Regions from separate parts of the Zea mays genome. Here regions 2 and 3 are each linked to region 1. The links are chromatin contacts, called in public Hi-C maps. All regions are on one chromosome and are shown on one strand. Each heading gives the region's core, a stretch centred on a gene start, on an enhancer-like site or on the middle of the called end of the contact. The rest is flanking DNA. Distances are from core to core; before and after follow the strand shown. Region 1 holds the start of LOC100193148. Region 2 holds the start of LOC100285740 (nodulin-like protein). Region 3 holds the start of LOC100281371.

The links. Hi-C and Micro-C count contacts between places; a contact is called where the count stands out from the background.
Region 2: a Hi-C map of leaf shows a contact between it and region 1, with 4 times the contacts expected there. The contact joins the promoter of LOC100285740 here to the promoter of LOC100193148 in region 1. A contact is called at or near these places in 2 of 25 Hi-C or Micro-C datasets (ear and leaf).
Region 3: a Hi-C map of ear shows a contact between it and region 1, with 3 times the contacts expected there. The contact joins the promoter of LOC100281371 here to the promoter of LOC100193148 in region 1. A contact is called at or near these places in 3 of 25 Hi-C or Micro-C datasets (ear, leaf and tassel).

Annotation. Positions count from the first base shown.
Region 1 is chr1:198,554,119-198,558,703 of Zm-B73-REFERENCE-NAM-5.0, reverse strand. It overlaps LOC100193148, which reads right to left and starts at 3,094. Exons shown (of 8, transcript NM_001358645.1): 1 at 2,852-3,094; 2 at 2,677-2,746; 3 at 2,064-2,155. The coding sequence starts at 2,897.
Region 2 is chr1:198,909,722-198,914,024 of Zm-B73-REFERENCE-NAM-5.0, reverse strand. It overlaps LOC100285740 (nodulin-like protein), which reads right to left and starts at 2,439. Exons shown (of 3, transcript NM_001158631.1): 1 at 1,940-2,439. The coding sequence starts at 2,275. It overlaps LOC103642992, which reads left to right and starts at 3,224. Exons shown (of 11, transcript XM_023301319.2): 1 at 3,224-3,493; 2 at 3,579-3,968.
Region 3 is chr1:199,017,185-199,021,606 of Zm-B73-REFERENCE-NAM-5.0, reverse strand. LOC100281371 reads left to right here and starts at 2,290. Exons shown (of 4, transcript NM_001154289.1): 1 at 2,290-2,917; 2 at 3,822-4,008; 3 at 4,095-4,202. The coding sequence starts at 2,705.

The DNA of each region.
Region 1 (4,585 bases), core at 1,845-4,344:
GCCCATGTGAGAACGACCATGACCGGGGCTGAGCCTTAGACCTGTGCTTTGGCGTGGGACAGACGAGGGGATTTTTTTAACCACAGCCTGAAATTCGCTCCCACGGGGAGTCGAACCCAGGACCTGAGGAGTGCTACTCAGACCACCTAACCAACTCAGCTAGAGGCCTTTTCGCAACTACCCGAAATTATTACAGTATATGTCATTTGTGTTATTGATGTTGTAACTCAGATTATGAGATGTCCACTGGCTATGCATGCCATGCAATTGCACACTGTAGAGGAGTATTGTACTGTAATGCAAGAAGCTGACGACTGACGGTGAAATGTAGCTTGGCACCTAGCGTACAAATGGAGAGAGTATACATCTCGATCCATGTGATTACCCCAAGCAGTGCCAAATGGTATACTCATGTAGTACGTACTAGGATACTTGCAATTATTATATATTTATTCACCAAGTGCTAGTTGTGATGACGTTCGTTACTTTAATTGAGTAATAACAAACTGGAGACTTGTTCCATCTCACATCACACTAGCTTGTTTTAACAATCTTTTTTTATCTCTAGCCGATCACGATTAGGGCGGCTTCATTTCGTCATTCGCATGTGTCGGTGTTTACGTGTGCCTCTCCTACTTGAATATTTGTTTTTGGATGTAATATTATATACAGGAGCCATACAGTACAGATGGATACTTTTCTACGTAGTGTAATGATCGGGTAAATCGGGATTACCCGAACCCGACTTTTTAGATACCCAAATTTCCAGGTACCCGTTTATTTTGGGTAACAATTTCTAAAACCTGAAATTTTAAAAACCCGAATTACCTGACCCGAATTTTTTGGGTAACCCAAATGCCCACCCCTATCAAGAGAAGTACAACTATCAACATGTCTATTCTCCAAATCAAGTTTAGGCTGGCTTTGGCATAGAAAATTGACACATGTAAGCATAAAACAACTAGATAGACCCATCAAACATGATCTAGTCAAGGGGGTTGAAGGATATGAAATTTGAGATAGATTATGTAGCTCGTGTCAAGCTAAAAATTAAGTTGGAACACTCATCCTAACAAGATCATGATGGACATTAGTAGGCCATTAGAATTGTTGCATATTAAATCATTTGAACCTACCTGATATACAAGCATTGGTGGCAATAAATATGGTTTTGTCATAGTAGATGAATTCTCAAGATTCACATGGGTATTCTATCTAAATGACAAAAGTAAAGTCTACAATATCTTGCATCGTGCTTCTTAAGGCAGTACTATGTCCGAGTCTTAAGGCCTCTAGGGATTTCAACGTTTGCATGCTCGGCTTGCCCGTTACTTTGGGGTTGATGCGCTGAGGCAAAGCAAAGCTTGATAACCATGTCTTCGCAATAGTCATCGTTGGTGAATTGAGTACCATTATCGGTAATAACCCTATTTGGGACCCCAAAGCGGGATAAAATGCCCCGAAGGAATTTGACAGCGTAATGGTCGTCAACTTTGATTGAAGTGATGGCTTCCAACCACTTGGTGAATTTGAGGATGGCTACGTAGAGGTATTCATAGCCACCGACAATCTTAGGGAAGGGCCACAGGACGTTGATGCGTCTAACAGCAAAGGGTCAAGACAACAGGATGAAGCACTTGAGTCGGTGTGTGGATCTTCTTTGCGTGGAACTGGCCCGCTCGGCATTTTGGTACTATCTCAACTACCTGCGTCCTTGATGGTTGTCGGCCAGTAAAATCCTTGTTGTTTGTCCATGTGATGTGACAGCGAGTGCATAGGTTTGTTTTTAAGTAAAAAAAAGGTCACTGGCAGCAAGCAATTTTTAATACTTGTTGGTGGATTATATTGGACCAAGTTAACCCAAACCCCAAAAATAATTAATTGGGCAGTGTGGGTCAGGTCTTGGGTCAACCAATTCCAACCCATCTGCAAGGTTAATCACAAGGAGTAAAGAAAGGAGGACACTGAAGTACTACTGCTGGAAGTTCTACGAGCTACTTGGGGCGTGATAAGAATGTAACTTGACAACCAAGTATTGGAAATGTGAAACCACCAGAACTTACCTAAAACAGCATCCTTTCCAGGCAATACAAGGTCAATGTGGAGGCCTTTGTAGTTGCCATGGTACCTAACCCATGGGGCACCTTTAGGAAATCTGCAAGGTACATATAACAAAAAATGATGTTAGCTTCAGGATATCATTCAGGTAGTATGCATTATGAATTTATGATAATGGATGCCATCAGAATTCCCACCACAGAATCGCTTGGTTACTTAATAAAGCCAGGAACTGGCCAAATGCTGGCACTTGATTCGTGTGTCATAGACTTTATGAGCAGAGTGCATATGCATACAGCTAGAGAGCATCATACTAATGATATTTTTTAACTCCAGAAACGGTTTGCATTCTTGTTCAGAATGACATAGTTGGCTAGTTGCTACTAACTGCTTAGTGATCCATGTTGCCTGCACACAGCAATCTGAACCAGAGACAGAAATGCCCAGAGGGACTAGGAAGGAATCCTGTTCAACATGCAGCACAAGGGGGAATTTGACTATTATCAATTGAAATCGCCCTAATCCATTCCACATAAGTCGCACTAATCCATTCCACTGAAATCGCAGTGAGAGCACATACGCTGAAGGACCAAAAGAGAAGGAAAAAAAGGCACTGACGTGGATTCGTGGGCGGGCGCCTCGACGAGCTTGAACTTGTGGACGAGCGGCATCGCCTCCGTCTGCATCGCTGCGTCGAGACCCGAGCAAAGCCCAATACCCACGGAGTAAGCGAAGCGAGAAACAGAGCAGAGCAAGGCCTTAGGACGGAGGGAGCAGCAGGGGGTCGGGTTACCTACGACGATGAGGACCTTGGAGATTGGGCCAGCTTCGGCAGCCATGGCCAGAGCCCGGAGGTGCAAGACCTAGCAGACGGATCGGGCGCGGCGGTTGTCGCCGGCGAGTGGGGAATCCGACAGTCAATAGTGAGGCGGCGCAGCGGTGAACAGGTTTCCGTGATCCCGTCGCTCTTATAGACTGGACTGGTGGGGACGGGTCGGTACCAGCAATGCAAGCGGCATGATTGGTGCCGGCTCACGCTCCTGGACCGCACCTCCACTCGTGTCCTCTGCTGGGCTGGAAAATATGCTCGCGCTGACCGGCTCGCGAGCCTTGTTTCTGTAGCGAGCTAGAGAAGTCTCGCGAGCTGTGTAATAATTTTATAGACAATCGTTCTTTAGCGTTTCATGACAATTCATAATTTAGATTACTCCTAATTAATGATATCTATATATTTTATATTTATATATTAATAATTTACTATATAATGCAATTATATATATCAGAGTGTGGCTCGTGAGCTGAGTCGAGTCTATCTCTCCAGCTTGTGAAATGGGCAAGCCGAGCTCGATCAGCCACCGAGCTGCGCCGAACCGAGCTCAACTCGTTTCCAGCCCTATCTGCTACCAACCAAGGGAAAAAATTTGCCTACCATCGGCTGTAGGAAAACATCTCTACAGCTACCTTTGTATCGACGACACAGGTCCCCCCACATATCTCAAAGAAACGGAACTGGCTCGGCTTATGGACTCCTCCGGCTCCTTTCTTTTCTCATCTTTAATCGCTCCTTTTGCCCTGGCTTGCTTACGGATGGCTCGTCGGCTCCTTTTTTTCTCTCCTCTGCGCGCTCGGCTCAAGCGGTGCCGGTGTGGACCATGCGCGTGAGGTTTTTGATCAAATGCTCGAGAGGGATTTAGTTTGCTGGGGGCTTGATGGTCGATGGTGATGTCAGGGAAGGACGGATGATACATTGTGCCTCCAATTCGTCGTTGCCCAGGAGCGAGGCGCACAACTCATACACCTGCTTGAAGGAACTAGTTGCTCCTCTTTGGTGGAGTGAATTCTAGTTAGACTTAACCTGCTTTGTTTAAGCATTGCGTTCGAGTTTTATAGATTTTCTCTACTTGTTGGATTTGGGATGGGTTATAGACTTGCAAGCCTAGTTCATTTAATCATTTTGCATTTTTGCTGCTAGGGTTTGGAAATCTGTGGAGGTTTTGGCTGCCGTTGCACCACACCTTCGGTATGATGTACAACAGCGCCATGCATTGATGCACACTATTGTCAAGACTAGGGCAACAAATTATTGAAACTATCAGTCCTGGCAGCAAATGATTGTGTTCAAGATTTCTACACAATGAAGAAAACATCTCATGAGATTTTCAAGCTGGAAGAGAATGAAAGATAACCATGTGTTATATGTATACTAGCACAGATCAGAGTTTGTTGGTATGTTCATGTGTGTTCTTCTATACTAGTGATTGTAGTGACCAGTTCTAATTTCTCTTTTCATCTGAACAATGCAAATGGACTATTACGCCCCCAATCACATCGAAGTTTATAAAAGAGTGCCTTCTGCTTATGTGGTGTGATTATGTGCTTCATCAAAATGAAATTTTCGAGCAGCTGATGCTTCGTGATCAACTCCAAGTAAAAGGCTTGTATATCCTCCTAGCATTAATGGAGTAACCATGGCTGGAAAATCTGCACACATATCATTGGTTACAACATCATGTAATGTCATATTAGC
Region 2 (4,303 bases), core at 1,190-3,689, 360 kb before region 1:
CATCTCAGGGAATTATTCTCTCCCAAAGAAAGTATGTCCTCGACCTTTTGTCAGAGACAGGAATGCTTGGGTGTCGCCCATGTGGTTCACCCATTGATAGGAATCACCAAACTTGTGCTGAGTCAGGTGACCCTATAGATCGGGAAAGATATCAGAGGGTAGTTGGTCGTTTGATATATCTTTGCCATACAAGACCGGACATTGCTTATGCAGTAAGTGTGGTGAGTAGGTATATGCATGATCCTAAGACTGGGCATATGAAGATAGTTTATCAAATCCTGAGATACCTGAAGGGAACCCCTGGCAAGGGATTGTGTTTTAGACCAAATCAACATATGAATTTGGATGGGTATTGTGATGCGGACTGGGCGAGCAGTAAGGATGATCGGAGATCCACTTCTGGATATTGTGTATTTGTGGGAGGTAATCTGGTTTCATGGAGAAGCAAGAAGCAAGCTGTGGTATCTCGATCCACTGCAGAGGCTGAACATAGAGCAATGGCTCTAGCAGTTTGTGAAATGATATGGTTGAAGAGTCTCTTGAAGGAGCTTCAAGTGTTGAAGAATGAGACAATGTTGCTCCATTGTGACAATGTGGCAGCAATCAACATAGCAAATAATCCAGTTCAGTTTGATCGCATGAAGCATGTGGAGATTGATAAGTTCTTCATCAAAGAGAAGATTGATAGTGGTGCTTTGAAGTTGAAGTATGTAAAATCTCGTAATCAAGTAGCGGATAGTCTCACAAAAGGTTTAGGTCCTAAGGATAATGAGTTGGCATGTAACAAGATGGGAATGTTAAATATATTTGGCCCATCTTGAGGGGGAGTGTTGGTGTATTATGAACAAGTTGAAGGGTCTATTTGTAAAGTGGTAAAGTATAATAGAAAAGAGTGAGGGTGCTGTGTGAGATTAACACACACCAGAAAACAACAGTAATCATATGATGTCATTTAATTTTTTGTGCCCCGAAAACAAATCAAGTGACCTCCTGCAACTGTATTTGATATAAAACGACTAATCAGCTCTGATGTTCTAAATTGCAAATTAATTAAGGGAGACGAATAAGATACCACAGTTAAATCATTATACAATTTACCCTGATTTCATAGCATCTACAGGAAATTTTAGATAATAGTAAGGTACAGCTGGAGGCACATGGAAAGCAGGACAGCGACCACATTGTCAAGAGAAGCACGCCCCCGCACAACAATTGGCCATATTCAATAGGACCTATGTCAAATTGCTCAATGCAACTTGGAGAAGTTCTGCATTATAAAAGAGTATCCATTTCCACGATAACTGTATCTGTATAGTTCTGCTTTAATGGGACACGCTACAGTAAACATCAAAGTTTAGCTAGGCAGTATCCTAAAACAAACGGAATCAGCTCAGCCGTCCTTTTCTAAGTGAAGGAGTCCAAGTGCTACTCTGCACCCCCCGAGGCCCGAGGGCATGCGGTCTTTTGTATGGTTAGAAATGATTTGAACGCTAGTAACACCATGTTATGAGACCATGTGAGCAAGAATATTTGACAAAGGTGCAGCAAAATCTGCAGAACTATATGTCTGTATGGAACATCACGGTATGACGCTGCTACCATACGGAAGTTTTCCGAAAGCTTGGAATTTCAACGACGACTGCATTTGGAAACCCAAAATTCCAACATATATTCCACAGAAGCATCGTGCACGATTCAATCAACAACAGTCATGGGCAAGAAAACGTAAGGAAGTTTAATCGTTGGTAGAGCGATCACAGATTCATAGGCGATCGCGACATGCAACCAACCAATGCATCCGCAGCCCGCCGGGGAACGGGGAAAAAGACCCAAGAACAGAATGGAACGGGAGCATGAGCATCGAACGCGCAGTGACAAGGAAGCAATGAAAAAAAAAGTAACGCGTCGATGACAAAATGAAGATGCGTGGGGATCTCACCGCCCAGAGCGGGGGCACGGGGACACGGCGCGTGACGGCGAGCCAGACCCATCCGTATCCGACGAGGTTCTGCGCGGCGCCGACGAGGAGCGCGGCCCAGAGCGGGAGCACGGAGCAGAGCGTGCCGGCGAGGAAGCCGACGCTGTCGCCCAGGTCCTTGGCGACGCCGAGCCCGGCCACCTGGCGCTGGTTGTACCCGAGAGAGGCCTTGATCACCGGCGAGAGGCTGCCGAATAGGTAGCCGACCCCGGCGCAGGACTGCATCCACATCGCCGCCACGAACACCAGCCACCGGTTCCGCAGGAACCCCCGTACCCGGCTCCCTATCTCCACCATTGCGCTTGCGCCCTGCTTCCCGCCTTCCCGGCCCCGGACCCGGAGCTCCGACCCCACGACGCCGCGATAGATACCCCGGCGCGACGGACGGATGGGGACGCGCGCCCGGCGTTGGGGTCTTCTGGGCCAGGGACGGGCGCGCCCGGATCGTTGTGCGGCAGGCTAGTCCGGCAGCGGTCACCGTGGCCTTTTGTGGGTTGCGAGTTGCGAATGCCGTGCGTACTTGCGTGACTGCGTGTGTGCCCCAGTATCGCGGATAAAAAAAAACGACGGGCGGGACCAGCCGAAATTCGTGGCATTCGAGCTCCTTTGTTTCGCTGTCGCAGTTTGGGCGGTCGGGTTGGGCGAGTAGGCCCTTCCCCCGTGGATGGAGCGATGGCGACTCGGCGAGACCGCCGCGAGAGGAGGACTGGAGGAGCAGGAGGCAAAGGCGAAGGCAGGCGAGGCGACAAACACGGGCATTAGCACCTGACAGGGAAAGTCAAGCCTTTTTCCCCCCTCCTCCGGTGCCACGGGGTGCCGCCATGCGCGGCGCGGCACGAGACAAGCCCCAGTGCGCAGTGCGCTGCAGTAGGACTCTCTCGAGCAGTATATCTAAAGCGCCCTGTAATCTAAATTTTAGAGAAGATTTCTCTCTTTTATGTCTTAGTGTCCTCTAAAATGTCCAATAAATATAAATATAGAGGACGTTAATGGATCCTCTATATATAGAGTTCCTCTCTCATCCCCTTTATACATTTTGATATTTAAAACAACAGAATTAGCAAAATCAAAATCTCTACTACTACTTAAGTGCCTATCGTAGGCGTTCACAGCCACATCACGTTCTGCCGCTAGCGTATCTCGCCCCGCATCCCGCCCACGGCCCCCGCCGATCCGCCTCCCCATTCCCCTAATCACGCGCCCCATGCCCGCCGATCCGCGGCTGCCGCCCCCTGTCCCACCGATCCACGACTGCCGCCTCCTCCCTCCCCTAATCACGCCCCCTGTCCCGCCGATCAGTAGTTGTCGCCCCCCTGTCCCGCATCACGCGCGTCTCGCTTCCCCTAATCACGGCGTCGGCGGCGTCCTCGAACGTCGCGGGGAGGCGGTGCTCGGGCGCCAGAAGGTAGTCCACGGACGCCATACTCAAGCGACTGGAGGGACAGTGCATCGCGTTTAAACCCTTCTCTCCTTCTCATCCCCACCTCCCTCGCGGATCACTCACCGTCGTCGTCGGTATCTCATTCGCCCCCCTCTCCTCCCTTCCTCGAGTGAGACTCTTCTCGTGCCCGGAATCCTTACTCGATATGTCATTCTACAGGCTGCAGCCGCCGCCGTGATGTTGTCCCTCCAACTTCCTTAAACCCTAGCGCCAGCAGCAGGCAACCAGCACCGACGAGGAGGAGGAGCGCGGAGTAGAGGGGCTCCGGCGACCGCATCGGAGATGGCGGCGAGCCATGGCGCGGATACGCTCAAGTCCACCTCCATCAACGGGCAACCGTCTGTCTCCTCCCACCCATCAAATCCAAGCATCAGGAGGCACTCACCTTTGACAGCGGCCATCCCTCAACCCTCTGTAGCATGTGGCGCCCTCGCTGCGAATCTGTCTTTATGACAGTTGCCATCCTCGCATCCCAAACCGTCGATGCCCACCCCTAACATGGTTCCTGACCTCCCTGACAGGTGACTCCTCTGAAGGATATAACAAGTGGTATGTGCTCTGCTTTCCATTTTATCCCATTTTTCCATTTTGGAATGTAATAGTGTGGCTATGGGAACATAATTGATGAATCTATATGTTTTAGTTTCCATTTCCTAAACATAACTAAGAAGCTTATCTAGGGAAATCATTTTAGCTTTTTGCTGCTCCTTATGTGCTTTAGATTCAGCAAGAGGTACTTTGCAAGTTTTGGAAGACTAATACCTAAATTTTTGGTAACTCGAATGAAACATGCACATACAGATCACCCTGATTACAGTATTAATGGAGAGGAGGTACATGGGGCGGGGGTCCTAGAACATACTGTAATGCTCTGATTACATATT
Region 3 (4,422 bases), core at 1,041-3,540, 460 kb before region 1:
GTATACAATTATGTACCTGGTACATACTTAGGGGTTCAGGCGGCCGCCCACCTTACCCCTCGGAGCCGGCTCTTAGGCTCTAGGTGAAAAACTGGAAACAAACCATGAGCCGACGCGCACATGCACTGCACGCGCCCGGTCTCAGACAAGCACGGGCATGTGCCATGCCACCAGAAAATCTAATACTAGGGGTAGATAGCACCGTGGGAGCTACTTACTAGTAGTCATTTTCTTTACGGGGGAGTACGGCACGCAAGTACGCGTACCACCAGCGATTGACTGCCGCGTGTGTACTTGGGGTTGCTGGGATCGGCTCCACGGTCCGACCCTGGACCGGTCGGAGATCGTACACTAGTAACGGCCTCTGATCGCGGTCGCACGCAATTGCCCAATCGCGTCGCGGCACACAGGCAGGCCCGCAGGCGTAGCGGTAGAATAGGGTAGGGTGCAGCAGGGGATACGTCGTGTCCGACGTAGGTAGAGTAGCTCACAGAGTCACAGCGGTGCGTACCACGTTTGTCGTTCGTACATGCAGGCCGTCGTTTTTTTATACTCCCTCCGTTTCTTTTTATTTGTCGCTGGATAGTGTAAAATTGCACTATCCAGCGACAAATAAAAAGAAACAGAGGGAGTATTTTTTTAAAAAAATTATGTTTGAGTCCTCGATGCGACTATATGGAACTGTAACCCGTTTTTAGCCCTCGTATGGTACGACACCAAGATTAAATGCTCGGACGTACCAACCTCGTTGTGTAGTGCGGCTAGTAGAGATGTAAATGATACAGAAATTACCTGTCAGATATTTGAATTCGATTAGTATAAAATGGTTGTGATCCGATCTGTATTTCGAGTTTAGGGTATTCAACATCTAATCTATATCCATGTGCTCAAAGTTGGATATTTACGCGATGTCAATATCCATTCAAATTGTATTTAGTTGTAGCCATGTATTTATCTGTCCTACATCATAGCATATACTTTACATTATGTCTTGTACAATTGTTAAAATAAATTGCTAAAAATAATTAATATGTCATGTGAAAAAATTGCCAAAGTTTTCCCAATTTCCATAGCATCCGTCATAAAAATGTCATGAATATAACATATAGACACATATAAACAAAATATCATCTACATTACAATAGTCCATACTTGCAGAAGAGAGCATCTCGTATAGTATCCCAATAGTCCATGACATTTATGCAATCGAATGAATTAGTGTATTGAAGTTTGAAAGTCCAAATAAAATATATCCAGGTTTTAAAACCATTACTCTCTCTCAATGTCTCCTAGACTTACCACTTTCCTTGTTAGCGCATGTAACCCATTTAATATAGTGTCGAGACCGACTCTTCACGAAGAGTCTGTCTTTACACGACTCTCCAAACATATTGTTTCTTAACTCTATTTATAGTCTAGTGTCTTAGGGTTGTATCATGCGATCTCTTAAGTTTTTTTGTATTTAGAAAGCCTAACCTTGTCTCAGGGTTCTACATTCCTCTAGTGTTGGTGACCAGAGTGTAAGTGCTAGGAAGACAATGATGTCTGTGTGTTGGCTTCTGTGTGTGCTCGCTGTCAAGATTGGGTCGAAGGTGCATCCTATCCTATAGCTGAGACGTTTCAATCTAAATTATCACTCAACTACTAAAATCAAATAAAAATAAGGATCCTTAGTTAGGCTCTGATTGTTTTGAATTATAATCGGACTAGATTATATGATCTAACAATTTTTAAACTAAAGATTACTTTAAAATTTGTTAGACTATATTATCTGGATATATTATAATCCCAGACAAATACACTCTTATGACTAGTTTGGAAACTACATTTTCTAAAGGGATTTTTAATTCTCTTGGAAAAATAAAATTCCTTAAAAAATGATGTCCAAAACTAGCCGTTAGCACTGTAAAATTCTAGTTTTTTGGATATAGGGAAATTCAGAAAACGGGCGTTCCACTACGTGCAGGATCAGTTTTCTCTGACCTGCTGCTGCTGAAATCAGCGGTCAGTAAAAGCTGACGCCTGCAGAAAATGCCCCATATTGCTGCTGGACGCCTTCTACATTTGGGCCTGTATAATGCGGTGGTAGGCCCAACGTTTAGGCCGCAGGCCTGGTTGCCAAAGCCAGAGACGGAGACGGAGAGGGGCCTAGAGCCCATCTCGCGTCGAACAATGGGAAAGAACTCCTTCCTTCACAGTTCACGCGGACGGATATCTCGTCTCGGTCAGTTCGCTTCGTGAGTTATCTTTATCTCCTCTCGATCGATCGCTTCCTCCATCGAGGCGGTAAAGCGCCGCCCAGATCGCCGGAAGCAAGCGGCGACCTCACCAGCTCCGAGCAGCAGCAGGTACGAGTCTATACTCCACTTCCTCTCCGTCTCACCCCGACTGGCGATTTCTTGCATAGGGCTTGCGGCCCCGGTCAGATCTTGCTCCGGCACTCGCTGCCAGCCTGATCGGAGCCTGGAGTCGCAGGGTGGGAGCGGACTCCATTCAACGGAATCTTCCCCTATGGTGGCTGCTGCTGTGCGTTACCGGCCAGCCGCGTGCCCAGTTTACTCCCGTCCGGTCTATCCCGTTCCTCAGCCGATTCCGCCCACCCGAACCGTGACCACCTGATCTTTTCCTATGCCCATGCTGATCGTTTGGGGATTCGTCTCTGCAGGGAGGCTCGTGGAACCATTAGTCGTTTTCTGGCAGCGGCATGGAGGGGCTGAGCTGGAGAACGGTGTGTTGTTTATCGGTGCTCTGTGCCGTGCTGTTCTTGCGCCCGGCCGAGGGCATCCGCTTCGTGATCGATAGGGAAGAGTGCTTCTCGCATAACGTGGAATACGAGGGGGATACTGTCCATGTATCCTTCGTCGTCATCAAGGCTGACACCCCGTGGCATTACAGCGAGGAGGGCGTCGATCTTGTGGTAAGGGACTACTGGTTCGGTCTGAGCCTATCTGCTTCTGACAGAAATCTTAAATTATGTATATTGATTGATGCATTCTTGGGTCGTATCTACGACTATTTAGGCCTTGTTCGGTTATTCTAATTACATGTGGATTGGAGTGTATTAGAATGGATTGAGATGAAATTTGACTTGCTATGGATTTAAACCGACTCAATATCACTCAATCCACATGGATTAACAGTGAACGAAAGCCTTTAGGGCGCAACGATGAAGTGATGAACTAATAATTCAACAAAATTACATATGCACCTATGCTACTATTTAAAGGGTCTGCATCATTGATTATGGATGTGAAAGAAATATACGTTGGAATGCCCAATTGATCATATGGGGATTATATTGCTACAGTCCAATTATGGGATGGAAGGAATGTGGTGTGGGGTTTTGAGCACAGGACATGATCTGTGGAACTTAATAGCCTTAACTAAAGCTGTTTGTTGCATCTTTTTCTGACTGGTATCTAACATAATCTGAAGTCTAAGGGTTTGAATTATGTAGATGTAAGGTATTCAATTTGTGTAATGAAGAAAAAAGAAACCTCTAATTATATTTGTTACTTTTTAATGTTAATCTTTAATAACTAATGGGTCCGTCAACAAATTAGTTGGCTGGTGACAGCTTCAACTTTGAACTCCTGTTGCTCTCTTAACTTTATCGGATTTTTCAACTCCTGTCCTTATTTTCTTTTGCTGCAACAAAGCTTTGATGGATCAGACAGTTTGACTTAGTAAGCTCATTAACTAGTCTTGTTTGGTGCTTGTTGGGCTCATTAACACAAGCACTGTAGAACCTTTCCTCGATTTATAGTTTTTCCTTGTTTTACCTAGCGTTCCAACTGTAACGCCATCTTGACTAATGACAGGTTAAGGATCCTAATGGCGCTCAAGTCCGTGATTCCCGAGATAAGACTAGTGACAAGTTTGAGTTCATAGTTCAGAAGAGAGGCGTCCATCGCTTCTGCTTCACGAACAAATCCCCATATCACGAAACGATAGACTTCGATGTTCATGTTGGCCATTTTTCATATTTCGAGCAGCATGCCAAAGATGGTAAGAATATAAGGATTTCTAAAGTTCTATTAACTTCGGCTAGCAAAAACTTTGCACTGAACTCCTGTTTCCTGAATGTGGCGCAGAGCATTTTGCACCACTTTTTGAGCAAATAGGCAAGTTGGATGAGGCACTTTACAATATTCAGTTCGAACAGCACTGGCTAGAGGCCCAGACTGACCGTCAAGCAATATGTAAGTGTATCCCCTTTTACCTTCTCCATAAAAATACTATTTTGAGTGTTTTTCACCTTACGCCCCTGTTGAACCTAATATCATGAGGGGGTCATATGTGGTGTAGTTCTTGGTGGTTTGTGGGCAGTTGTGATGAATAAATAACATTAATATCATGATGGAATAGCTTAACAGGAGTAATGAGTTTGAAAATATCTAGATCGAATGATCAATTTTATAT